3 separate regions of the Gossypium hirsutum genome follow, and all the other regions are linked to region 1. Evidence: chromatin contacts called from public Hi-C data. All regions are on one chromosome and are shown on one strand. Each heading gives the region's core, a stretch centred on a gene start, on an enhancer-like site or on the middle of the called end of the contact. The rest is flanking DNA. Distances are from core to core; before and after follow the strand shown. Region 1 has its middle 34 kb from the start of LOC121215705. Region 2 holds the start of LOC107950630. Region 3 has its middle 25 kb from the start of LOC121215720.

Region 1 (4,271 bases), core at 807-3,306:
GTCCAATTGGGGATATAACTTATTTTGGTTATTGGAGCTAAATTGACTCTAAAAAATAAAGACATAAATGTAATTGTCTGGATTTTACATTTATATTAGATAGGACCCAAGATAAATTAGTCGTTTATCCATTATGAATTAATTTTCTTATGTTTTTCATAGTGGGACTTACCTAAATTCTAATTGAATGACCATATGTGCATGACTCATGTACTTTGATACATTGAAAACTTATATTCTCAAGGTAATGGGTCAAAAGTCCGTATGTTTATTACAAAACTTATGTATGATATGATTTCACTTACAAAAGTAGGATCATATATCGATTAGATTAGTAAATGATGTCTTCTCATTAGCATTGTATATGAAAATGGAACATAATCATCAATCATTTGTATATGACAGATGATTTTATCATTACTGATATAAGTAGTGATCATTTTCATTACTTAAGATACAATGGTGACTATGATATAAAAGTGATCAAATTAGGTGAACGAGTTTAAGATTAAGGGGTCTCGAATATCTAATGAGGATAACACACATATGGCAAGGTCATTGGACTAAACCTTGAAACAAATAGCTTTTGTAATGGTATATAATGAGAAGTCTAGTTATTGTACTTTTAATAGATTGACTTTATAACTAAATAACTTTGTAATTTAATAGTTGAAGAATCAAAACTTATTTTAGCCCTAATTATGTCCAATTGATCATTCTGCTAGCTCACTATAGTCTAAACGAATTACATGAAAAACTTTTAATGAAGGTCCAAAACAATGAATGAGAAATAGATTGCAGGATTACTATCTAGACCTGACTATGGGTCGGGCTGGGCCGATGTGGAATTTTAAGTCAATTTTCTAGGCTCGAGGCCCAGTTTAGCCCGAAAAATAGGCTTAAAATTTTGCTCCAAACCTAGCCTAGATTAAAAATGCTAAACTCGAACCCAACTTGGCCCACTTATATTAAAATTTTTTAGATTATTATTTTTATATAAAAAAATTTTAAAAAAAAATAATACATCAAGTATATTAAAATCATTAATATAAATATTTCCCAACAAATTAAAAATAAATTAAAAAAACCTTTATACTTTAAAAAGTCCAAATAACTCACTCATACTACAATAAGAAATTTGCAAGGGCAAATTTCATAAAATCCCACTAGGATTAAGACCACAACAACTTTCCAAGTTCATCACAACATTCAAAAACACCCAACCAGAAGCTATCTGATTTCAACTAAAAATACATAATACTACTATGATGCTACTTACTAATTAACTAAACACGACCATCAAAAAAATTCTCTAACTTCACTTGCCCACCATTTAAAAGACTTTCAATCTCTTTAGGAGGGTTTAGCCCTATTCTTTGAGATGATTCGACTTAATAAAAGAAAGAAAAAAAAAAGTATGTGATTCGGGTCGAGTCATGTTGGACTCAGGTCAAAAAAATTCTATTCGAGGCCTAATTCATTTAAAAAGCGAGTTTTATTTTTTTGTCCAAATTCATTTTTTAAATCTATAATTTTATTGAAACTTTCTCACTTTTTGAGGAGGCATTTGGGTCTGGGAGGGTGGCCCGACCCATGGTCTGAGTTATATATTGTATTTGTATTTTTGCGAGAAGGCAAGAGATGACTTGAAATTAGTTTAATTTCTTTGACTTATGTTTTAATTGGATGAATAAATTAAAATAATTAAGTTTAAAGTAGGAATTAAATTATGTAGTTATCATAGTTAAATTTTTTGTATAATTAAATAAATTTGCACGTAAATTGTAATACAGAAAAAATATCGTGATTGTAATGAAATTAAAATTAGGTTGTGTAAATTATTTAATTAGAATTGATGAATTAATTATTTGTTTTAATTAATAAAAATTTGGAGGTTTATTTAATTATTCATTTAATTAAATATTCAAAATTTGTTTTTTATTTAAAATTAAGAGAAGATAGATGGAAAAATTGGACCGGGTATGGCCAACCATGTTGACCCAATTAAGGCAAGGGATTCCTTTTTCCATAGTAAGCCACCCGTCACGCCCCTGAGAAGGCCTAAGTGGATCATGACTCTTTCAACTTAATTAATTTAGAACTCGGAATGTGATTTAAATTCTTGCAAAATTCCCCTATATATATATTTATATGGCGAAAATATTAAGGTAATGTTTAAAAACCTACTTAATAATTAGATTTGTATATAATTATTTATAATTGCACAATAGTAGCATGTTTGGATAATTATTATAATTGATGGGTTCCACCAAATTAGCTGTAACTGGAGCACTTCAACTACACTTTTCAATTCTAAGAGGAGGGTGAGAGTTGGAGTAATTACGCTGGTAATTACATCCAAATCTAATTACCATATGGCTTTCCAAACACTCATACATGATTTATCTTTAAACAATTATTTTTTTATAAAAAATTAAGTTCTAAAAATTATATTACAAGCACGAACACGTATGAGTGTTTGATACAATTATAGCAAATATATATATAAATCCTAAAAAATTGTATTATAAATAAGATTTTTATTTTATTTTATAAATGTATAACAAAAATTATATTATTTAAATCTTAAAACAGTTCTAAAATAATGGACAAAAAGTATTTTATAAAAATAGTTTACGTGTTATAATATACTTGTTTATAAAAAGATATTTGATCATAACTTATTTACGTGCCCATGTTATATATTATAAAAATAATATACTTATTTATAAAAAAATTGTTTTAACTTTTTTGCCATAACTTATTTATAAACAATAGCTTTCTAAAGTTATAGTAAAAAAATATTTATAAGAAATTTTATAAAAGTTATTGGACACTTTATAGAACTCTTTTTATAAAAGTTATATATATATTATAAATTTTATATTATTTTAACTCAACTTAGGTATTATCAAAAGGGTTATAACCTAGCATAAGTCTTTTTCCAAATTAAGTTTATATAACTTTTTATAACCAAAGCTACATATTATTTGCATTTTGAGCCCTAATATTATGTGCTAGATGCTAGTTATGTAAATACAAAAAGTTTTCTAACACTATGTCGTAGGGTATGCTATCATTTGAGTGAATTGAGTTAGACACAAACACCAAAAAAGACTCGCGAACTCTTTAATTTGATACGATCAAAGCTTCAAAATGTGATTGACATAATATTTTTTGTTGGAAAAAAAATGGATTGCTTATATTAATAAAATCACATTAGTATAGAATAAAAAAATAAGGCTGGATCGTATTAGTATGTTGCATACTTCATAACTTTATTCATAGGTGGAATTAAGATGAACCATACTGAAAAGTGTATGGAAGAAGGATGTCTTAATAATCTTAATGAAACATATTTAGTTTAGATGGTGAAGATCTCAGTTAGGGACCAACGGATGATGATAAGGAGTATATGTTAAATGTTAAAAAGGGAATAACCCAACAAATATGAAATGCTAAAGCAATTAGATAAAATTGCATATGATATTTATTTTTCTTGTTTTTTTTAATCATATTATTGACTACTTTTCTTGGACTAACATATTACATATGATTTGGTTTTAATTTTTTGTGGAGTTATGCCTCGTATTTTTTTGGTTTTTCTTCTCCGAGTTAAACTCTGTTTTTAGTTTTTCATTTAAACTTTGATTAGTGTAGATTATTTTAATATTAGTTTCCCACTTAAAATCAGATTAGTGTAAGTTATTTTAATATTATTTGACCTACAAATTTAGCCTATTAATAGGCCTTTTTTCCACCCTAGAAAAATAACCCATTACACATTTAGGTATTAGCTTTTACAAGCTTTCAGAGAATTTTGTGTTTAATTTTGAGGGTTCTTATATCGAGTTTCGGGGTTTAGTTTTATCTCTATCTTTTAACTTTTCGTTTTTGTTGTTTTAGTGAAATTATCTTTGCTCGTGGTGTTTTATCCTCTTCGAAGAGGTTTTTCCACGTAAAATATTTGTGTTCGATCTTTTCAATTTCTTCGTTATTTTACTTGTTTGTTCTTTAAATTGGGTTATCCCCAACAAACTGGTATCAGAGCTAGTTCGATTTCCACAATCAACCCATTAGGAGATGGCATCAACAATGTTTGATATTGATAAATTTGATGACATCATAAATTTTGATCTGTGGCAAGTTCGGATGACGATAATTTTGATTCAGGGCGATCTTGAGAAGGTCCTTACAGATAAGAAGCTTGTAGACATAGATAAATCAGAATGAGATAGGTTAGATAAAAAGACTCTATCCACGATTCAATT
Region 2 (4,271 bases), core at 649-3,148, 370 kb before region 1:
CTTATGATATAAAAATAAGAATCGTTCAAGTCATATTTAGCATCAAGCTCTTTCATTTTGGAATTTTCTAAGTGTGTGATCAAGTAGATAAATATTTCACTGTATATTACAAGTTTTTGTTTTTTATAAGATAAATATATGAATAAGAATAAATACAAGGCATAATGATTTATTTTGCTCTCTAACTTTATAAAAAAATTATTTTAGTACTCATTTAAAATTTTTTATCTTTTTTAACCTTTAAACTTGTATTTTTTTGTTCAAATCACCTAAAAATAAATAAAAAAATTAAATAAATGATTTATGATTTATAATATCAACAAGTTGTATATTAAGAAATTGAGATAAAAATGATAATTTAAGAGGTAAAAAAAAGCAATTAGTGAATATCAAAATTAAAAGTGGTAATAGAAATGAAAGGTGGTTTAAAGGAGAAAAGGGTGGTGGTGAAGTAAAAGCGGGCGGCAATAGATCAGATCCTATGGATTTGGAGGTCCAGGTTTCATGGTTAAGAAAAGACGTCAGAACACTGAACCAAGCTGCAACTTGCAATCACACATATGTACACGGCAGATATAAAATTATGTTGATGAACCTCGTCAGTCGTCAGACACATTGTGATTGGTACAAATGGTGGTGCTCTTGTCTACTTCTCACGTGCCTTTCACAGCTGTTTGATTGTAATGTAGTTAAAGCAGCTGCTTTGAAGTTCGAAGCACCAAATTCAGCACATCCTTTTTAGGTTGCCCAGTATGGTTGTTACAGATACAATGCCCCCATTTGATTCTGTCCCCCTTCGCCCATACCTCCATCACATCGCTGCCCTCATTTAATATTTTTTAAGGAAAATTTCATATATATATATGCTATTAATATTTAATTCTGGATTTCAACCCATGATATATACCATATTTAAAGAGTCGATGATCGGGATGAATAGTTATTGAATTTTTGTTCCTTTTTATAAAATAAGTGATATATTTTTATAAGGTTTTAATTTATGTTTAATATAAAAAAAATCGCACCTGTTGTAATTTGTACTTAATTTTCATCTAATTTACTTTAACATTCCATATTTATTAGATTATTGATTTTTTTAACCTTAAAAGTAGACTTACTGTAATATAAAAAATTAATTAAAAATTAATTAAAAAACTAATAGAAATAATTTATTATAAATCCTATACAATTGGATAAAATACCTAGTAAATGGTATGAAAAATTATCTGTCGTTATCTTGAAATTTGATAATCTGCTGACAGCAATATGGTACCACCCAATATCTTGATCCGGAAGGCGGAACTTGCTTTTAAATGGGTACTGACAGAACCGGACGCGTGTAGGAACCGGACAGGATCCAAAGCTGACCACACTTGGGCGACCGTTTCATTTCATGCACAACTCCCTTCGCAGTTTTGCGCCAAGTATTCCCACAAATTATAAACAAACTGTCCAACCGATTCATAAACCGTCAAATTACTGCCACCTATGCTAACCTCTTACTATTCCTCACTACCTAGCCGCTTTCATATTTTTAGATTTTAATCCTTTACTACTCTATCTAATAATCCATGCTAATGGTATCACCCACCACCCACTAATTTAATAATGAATTTGTTAAAATATATTCTTATATATAAAATATGTTCAATTTATTTATAAAATTACTAAAATTTAATAGATTATTTTTATACGATTATTCAATAAAAATTTATTAAATTTTAAATTAGAATGATGTACATTTAAATTTAATGAAAGTTTATTGTGAGAGGTATCTGATTTGAATTATAAATAGAGGGATAATATTTTAAAATTCTTAAGATTACAAGGACTGGGGCATAAATTAAATCTATTCATCTCTCCCCGTTGATTTCCTCTTTAAAAACTTCAAAAAACGAACGAACTGATAGAGACTCCATAAATAGCGGGAACCGACTCTACTGCTCTTCATCCGCCGCCATCCGCTGCTCTTTCCCCTTACCGGCGACGCCTCGCTGTCAAAGCATCCGCTTCTTTCGTTTCGTTGTTGAATCAGCCACGAAAACAGTTGCAGATCAAAACAATTTTCATTTTAATTATAAAAAATTAAAAAAAATTGTAGGCAAAGCAAATGGAACAAAAAGGCTTACTGTTATCGGCGTTGGGTGTGGGTGTTGGGGTAGGGGTAGGGCTAGGTTTGGCTTCGGGTCAGAACAAATGGACCAGAAGCGGTTCCAATTCATCAACCGGCATCACTTTGGAGAGGATAGAGAAAGAATTACTTCGCCAAATCGTTGATGGCAGAGAAAGCCAAGTCACCTTCGATGAGTTCCCTTACTACCTCAGGTAAATTCCCAATTTTTTGAGCTCTATTGGCTGGAAAACAAGAGATTTTTGAATCACCTATATGAATATTTTTAACTTGCTTATACAATTTTTTTTAATTGTTGGAATGATGTTTAATTTTATGTGGCAGTGAACAAACTCAAGCATTGCTAACCAGTGCTGCCTATGTCCATTTGAAACATGCTGATGTTTCCAAGTACACAAGGAACCTTTCTCCTGCTAGTCAAGCTATATTACTATCGGGACCTGCAGGTTGATTGCCCGAAATCACAGGCGGCTATACTTGACATGTTTTTTTGGTGTTCATGGGGCTGTCTCTATAAGGCTGCTACTGACTGTGTCTGTGTTATTTCTTCTTTTTTTTCCTTGGTAGAACTTTACCAACAAATGCTTGCCAAAGCTTTAGCCCATTTCTTTGAATCCAAGTTGCTGCTCTTGGATGTAACTGATTTTTCCTTAAAAGTGAGTATGTTACTCATTTTCTTCTTCCTTCACCATTAAGCTTCAAGTTTTAACATCTGACATTTAAGTGATTTACTTTTGTTACAGATTCAAAGTAAATATGGAAGTGGCCAAGAATCTGTAAGATTCTCTCTTTTTTTTGTTTAGGATGACACATCGAAATAGTTCAGTTCAACCCTGCTTTAGAGCTTTCCCTAACCGTTGATTCTCTCATGCAGTCTTTCAAAAGATCCACTTCGGAGTCGACACTCGAGCGATTGTCAGGCTTATTTGGTTCATTTTCACTCCTTTCTCAGGAAGAGCCCAAAGGTATGGCAGGAAATGTTCTGGTTTCCATGGTATTGTGTACAGTGTTTGTGTGTATATCTCTGTGACCATGAACCATAAGTTATATTACAGGTACGTTGAGGCGGCAGAGCAGCGGTGTGGATATTGGGTCAAGGTATTGCGACATATATTCTCGATTTATCTTTTGAGAAATTTCATATCCAGGAGTATTCTGTTTATTCAATCTTTCTGGTTGTTGTAATTGCAGGGGAACAGAAGGTCCTCCTAAGCTACGTCGATATGCATCTGTATCAGAGAATATCAATAGCCTTGCTTCTCAATGCAGTCCAGGAAATCCAGGTACAATTGAAGTTCTTTTAATGATGATCTAGTCCTTTTATGGTTAGGAATAGAAATTCTCGGCAAAGCTATCGGAAGTTTAACCCCCAAGTGCAAGATCAACACTGTAAGCCACTAATTTTTATTTCACAACCAATAAATATCTCTTTCTTCTATACCCCATTAGAAGTAGCTAACAAACAGTGCTGTCATCTGTATGAGAAAACAGTAAAAGAAAATTCTAGTGGACTGTAACGGGGTTCTTCTCAAGTGATCTGAGGCTTCGTAGAGCTGAAACTATTAAAAATGCGAGTTGTTGCGGTTGAAGAGCTTCGGAATCGTCTTACAATCCTTAATGAATAATATAGAAATCTTAAGTTGAAGCTGGAAGATGTTAAACAACTCCGCTTTGACCTTTCTTCAATCAATTATGTAAAATTTTCCAGGTTCGTATAACCGATCTAATCTTTTTTCCTCCTTTTTGTAGCTCCTCTGAGGCGAACAAGCAGTTTGTCTTTTGATGAGAAGCTTCTTATACAGGCTCTTTACAAGGTATTGCCATTTGGGAATGCATGCTAGTTGCAACAATGAACAATCTTATTTATGTATGTATGAAATCATCTCTTGTTTAAATGCAGGTGTTGATATATGTATCAAAAGCCAGTCCCATTGTGCTTTATCTTAGGGACGTCGACAAGCTCTTGTCTAGATCACAAAGGATTTATAATTTGTTCCAAAAGATGTTAAAGAAACTTTCCGGGAACGTTTTGATCCTCGGGTCACGCGTTGACCTGAATAATGATGACAGGGAATTTGACGATAGGCTATCAGCCATTTTCCCTTACAACATTGAGATCAGGCCCCCAGCAGATGAAAAA
Region 3 (4,271 bases), core at 1,289-3,788, 290 kb before region 1:
CTAAGTGATACTTTTTTTTGAGAAAAAAAAGCATATTGTGTCTATGTAATACTCAATAATGTTATTTTTACTATTCTATCATTTATGACAACTTGTGGTGGAGTTAGAAATTTTTTTTTGAGGCGGAATTAAATTGCATATTTTTATTATAGTAAATATATAATTTCACTATTTTAATAGTCTATATCTTTAAAATTTTTAAAAAGTTAAATCAAATTTTTATTTTTTTAGGGGCCAAAATATAATTTTACCATTACTAATTAAAAAATTTATAAATTATAAAGGGCCTAAATAAAAGAATTTTTATTTTAGGGGTCAGGCCCTGCTAGTCCCCTTTACTCCGCCACCGTGTATTTTAAAGTCTAATTTTTTTCTCTCTCGCAACACAAATTTTGTAGTACTTGATGGAATTAGTAATTTTGAAAAATAAGCACATATACATTTCAGCATGCAATGGGAGAGATGACTAACTTTTAAGAAAAAAAACTCTGTAGATTTTGTATTGAATATAAGTGCTAAAGAGGACCCCTAGTTGAATTAACGAAAATAAGTTCCAGAGCTTTCGTTGCAAAATAAGAAGCCTAAATCCTCCAAAATTTCTACAAACACTGCCCAAACTCCATAAATCTTGGAGCAGCAATCAGAGGTGTTTGTAGATAAATCAAATTTAAGTATAATATTAATATATTTTATATTTATTTAAGTCTAGTCAAATATATAAATCTATAATTTTTCTTAAATCCTATCATATTAATTTAAACTCATTTATTTTTAATTTTTTAAATATTTATATTATATTATTTTAATATTTAACAATTTTATATATTTAATATAAATTTTATTTGATAACGTATTGAAAATTAAATAATATATAAAAATAATCTAATATAAAATATTATAAATTAAAAAAACAGGTCAAACTCGAAACTTAAATATTCAAGCTTGATCTCATCAAATTTGGGTAGCTTTACTTATAAACAGTTCATCTAATTCACAATAGTTGCTCCATTCATAAGTGACGCGAAACTTCAAACTCAACCCAACGAAACACTTATAAATCATGGGTGCATTTGGATGCAAATTGTAGATTGAATTTCTTCTACCAAAGTTTTCGGAATCGGACCCAGAATAATCGGTAGATCGATCTGATAATAGATAAAAAAAAAAGAAGTTGATTGAATCGCCATCCGATCAAAACTGCAATTGAACCGGACGGGAATCGGTTTTTGCATTTAACATAAAGGAAATGAATAGAAAAACAAAAACAAAAGCCAAAGCCAAAAGGCTTTAATGGTGACACTGCTGTCCGGCTCTTTCCACTGTCGTATGTTGCTTTCTTGTACCTGCTGGCCAACGACCATTTCAATCTGCAACCACCGACTATCGCCTTCTAAATCAACCAAGGAGAATTTTAGAAATGAAAAAAAGAGAGAACGGTGAAAGCAATTAAAAAATGATAATGAGCGAAAGGAATTAGGTTTCGTTATTTTATTTTTTGGATATGCGACTAGCATAGATAGGAGTAATGGAATAAAACTATAATAAAAATAAAATAAAATATAAATATTATAGAGTTTGATTGAATAGAATAATAATGTTGAATGCATCAAGAATAGCTCATAAATTTTAATTTTCCCCTTAAAAATAAAAAAATATTTTATTCATATTATTAATATATAATAAAAGTGTTTAAATGAAATTAAATAATTGATAATAAAAATATATTAATCACCGTCTGGATGAATAGGCTAGAATTACTGTTCAATTCTCCATAAAACCACCTTTCTTGAAGCTTTCCAGAAATGAGAAAACCATTGTTGAGCTTTTTTTAAGCTTTTCAGAAAATTACCGTTTCTTGAAGTTTTTTTCTAAATTCTTTTAGAATTATTGTTCATCATTTATATTATTAATAAAGTGTTCCTTTAAGTTTTCATTTCTACATTATTTGATTCTACAATTCCAAAATTTTCAGATCTACCTGTCTTGAAGCTTTTCATGCTTTGTGTGTTTTGGATGGAAGTTTTGAATTTCCTCATCCCGCATTAATATATATTATGTGATTTTTGTTGTTTTGAGTTAAACTTTGATTTTATATATATATAAAAAATGGAGAACCTTAAAATTGGGCCTTTTTAGGAACCTAAAAGCAAGCCGAAACAACAACCCATGGCCCTGGGAGAAACACAAAAACTGGTGGATCAGGAAACTTTCCTTCTATTGCAGGACATTGTTGAAGAACATGTTTTATAAATTAGGTTGGAAACTTGTAATGTTGTGTCAATTTTAAAGAGACCCTTTTTCATGGTTGGCAGAAGTAATAATAATATCAGTGGGGGTTGCTCCAAGGACCGTAGTTCATGGAAAGGTTGCTATCAATCATCTGTGTGTTAAAATAATTTAAGAACATGAAACCCAGAAATCAAGCAGTCATTATCCTTCAGGTAAGGGAACTTTGCCATAGAAATATGATGTGAGGGAGGTATGGATGAAGGTCAAAGCTTCTTTTTACAAGTTGATTAATGCAAAGGTCCCCCCTACACTATCACGCATGTGATTTTACAATGGAAGCATTGCCCAATTCTGGGTTCTGCAATTCAGTCCTTTTCATCTGTAAAAGGATAAGTTTCTACTATCACAACAACCACCTTTTTCTTTACTCTTTCTTTTCAAAACAGTATTGGATTGGAAACCAATCGAATTATTAATGATGGATTTTTTGGTGAAATATTATTATATATTTTCAAGATATGAGATTCCATAATATTTTAAGAATGGAATGGATAACAAGGGTTTGCTGTCACTCTGTGAGATCAATTTTTAGACAGAACATGCTGACAACTGATGTCATTTTATCTTATCCAGTCAGGTCGAATTTGAGTAAAAAAAATTTAGTTAATAAGTCTAATTTTATTAACTAAATTTAATTTTAAGTTTTATTCCAGCTAAATTGAAAGATTCCAAATCGAATCGAATAAAAATAAAGTACACATTACTTAAGAGTAAATTACAAATAATTAATAACACAAGCACAATTTTTAATAATAAAAAAAAGGAGTAGAGAGTAAAAAGGATCAAAATCACGATGAAAAATTGTATTCACTTGAAAAGTTTCATTGTAATTAAATATCACAATTTTTCCACTATCATACACAGTTCTACATTTTAACTATTAACACTTGCTTTTTTTTTAAGTAAAAAAAACTAATGTTTAATACGTTTTAGACTTTAGTTTAAATTATTTTGCAAAATAAGAGTATCGATATTTATTTAAGTATTTTAAAGTATCGATACTCAAATAAATATCGATATTATTTTGTCATTTTATTTGTTTTAAAACTGTTTAATATCAAATTATTGATACTTAAACTTAAAAATGATAAAGACCAATATTTAAAATATCCATTTCATTTCCAAATCATCTGCAGCTTAAATGATAACCTTAGCTATAATTATAAACCTGAAAAACATCAACCTAGGGCATACAAATATGTCTCATAAGGCACCCCAATTCAGCAATTCAAAATCAACTAAATTGCCACATTCAACTCATTTCAATATGCTTTCGAAGACACTTCAGCACAATCAACAAATTTACATCCAATTTTTGCCATATGAGCAATCTCAACCCAACCTTATAAAACATGCATTTTTATGTACTTATTGCATAGCATATTATCTAAACAACTTATAAGCATAAATACCAATCATTATTTCCATAACCAATTATCAACCAAAACACATCATCTAGCATATCACTTTCTCAACCATTAAACCATTATGCATATAGCTAAAACTACTTTAACAAGATAACAACAACATGACCATTTCTAACACTTACAGATATATATATATATCCATAATTCCAAAAGTGCCAATAAATTCCAAAATGATCATTATAACCATAAGACATTCTAGGTACATGCCAAAACCAAAATGAAAACATCACCAACACTTGAGTTCAGGATTGTCGCTGGATGCTGAGTCGACGATCGAATCTTAAAATACCTAACTTGTGCATGAAAAACAAAACCATACACTAAGTATACTCAGTAGTATTTCTATAATCAAACATTAAAAAATAATATAAAGTTTATAATGCATTTTAACATGTCAATCTACAAGTCATAATACATTACCTACTTATTCAATATATTTACATATCTTAAACCGAGCTTATAAACTAATATCCACTATCCACCCTTATTTCAATTTCTTTTATACATGATTTCACAATTCCACAATATAATTTCATCAATCAATCATCAATTCAC

Evidence for each region. Hi-C and Micro-C count contacts between places; a contact is called where the count stands out from the background.
Region 2: a Hi-C map of leaf shows a contact between it and region 1, with 4 times the contacts expected there. The contact joins the promoter of LOC107950630 here to the enhancer-like site in region 1. A contact is called at or near these places in 5 of 34 Hi-C or Micro-C datasets (hypocotyl, leaf and petal).
Region 3: a contact with region 1 is called in a Hi-C map of leaf, with 3 times the contacts expected there. The contact joins two enhancer-like sites. A contact is called at or near these places in 2 of 34 Hi-C or Micro-C datasets (both in leaf).

The regions. Positions count from the first base shown.
Region 1 is chrD03:31,938,351-31,942,621 of Gossypium_hirsutum_v2.1, reverse strand. No RefSeq gene overlaps it. Among protein-coding and RNA genes, the nearest start is that of LOC121215705, 34 kb to the right of the region's middle. Within about 2 kb of position 2,056, at least 1 of the 9 cell types and tissues checked has an H3K27ac peak or open chromatin away from gene starts, as enhancers often do. A contact at or near this core is called in leaf, where this site is marked.
Region 2 is chrD03:32,311,415-32,315,685 of Gossypium_hirsutum_v2.1, reverse strand. LOC107950630 reads left to right here and starts at 1,898. Exons shown (of 16, transcript XM_016885512.2): 1 at 1,898-2,325; 2 at 2,456-2,577; 3 at 2,699-2,787; 4 at 2,875-2,907; 5 at 3,006-3,096; 6 at 3,187-3,229; 7 at 3,323-3,414; 8 at 3,881-3,945; 9 at 4,032-4,271. The coding sequence starts at 2,111.
Region 3 is chrD03:32,226,303-32,230,573 of Gossypium_hirsutum_v2.1, reverse strand. No RefSeq gene overlaps it. Among protein-coding and RNA genes, the nearest start is that of LOC121215720, 25 kb to the right of the region's middle. Within about 2 kb of position 2,538, at least 6 of the 9 cell types and tissues checked have an H3K27ac peak or open chromatin away from gene starts, as enhancers often do. A contact at or near this core is called in leaf, where this site is marked.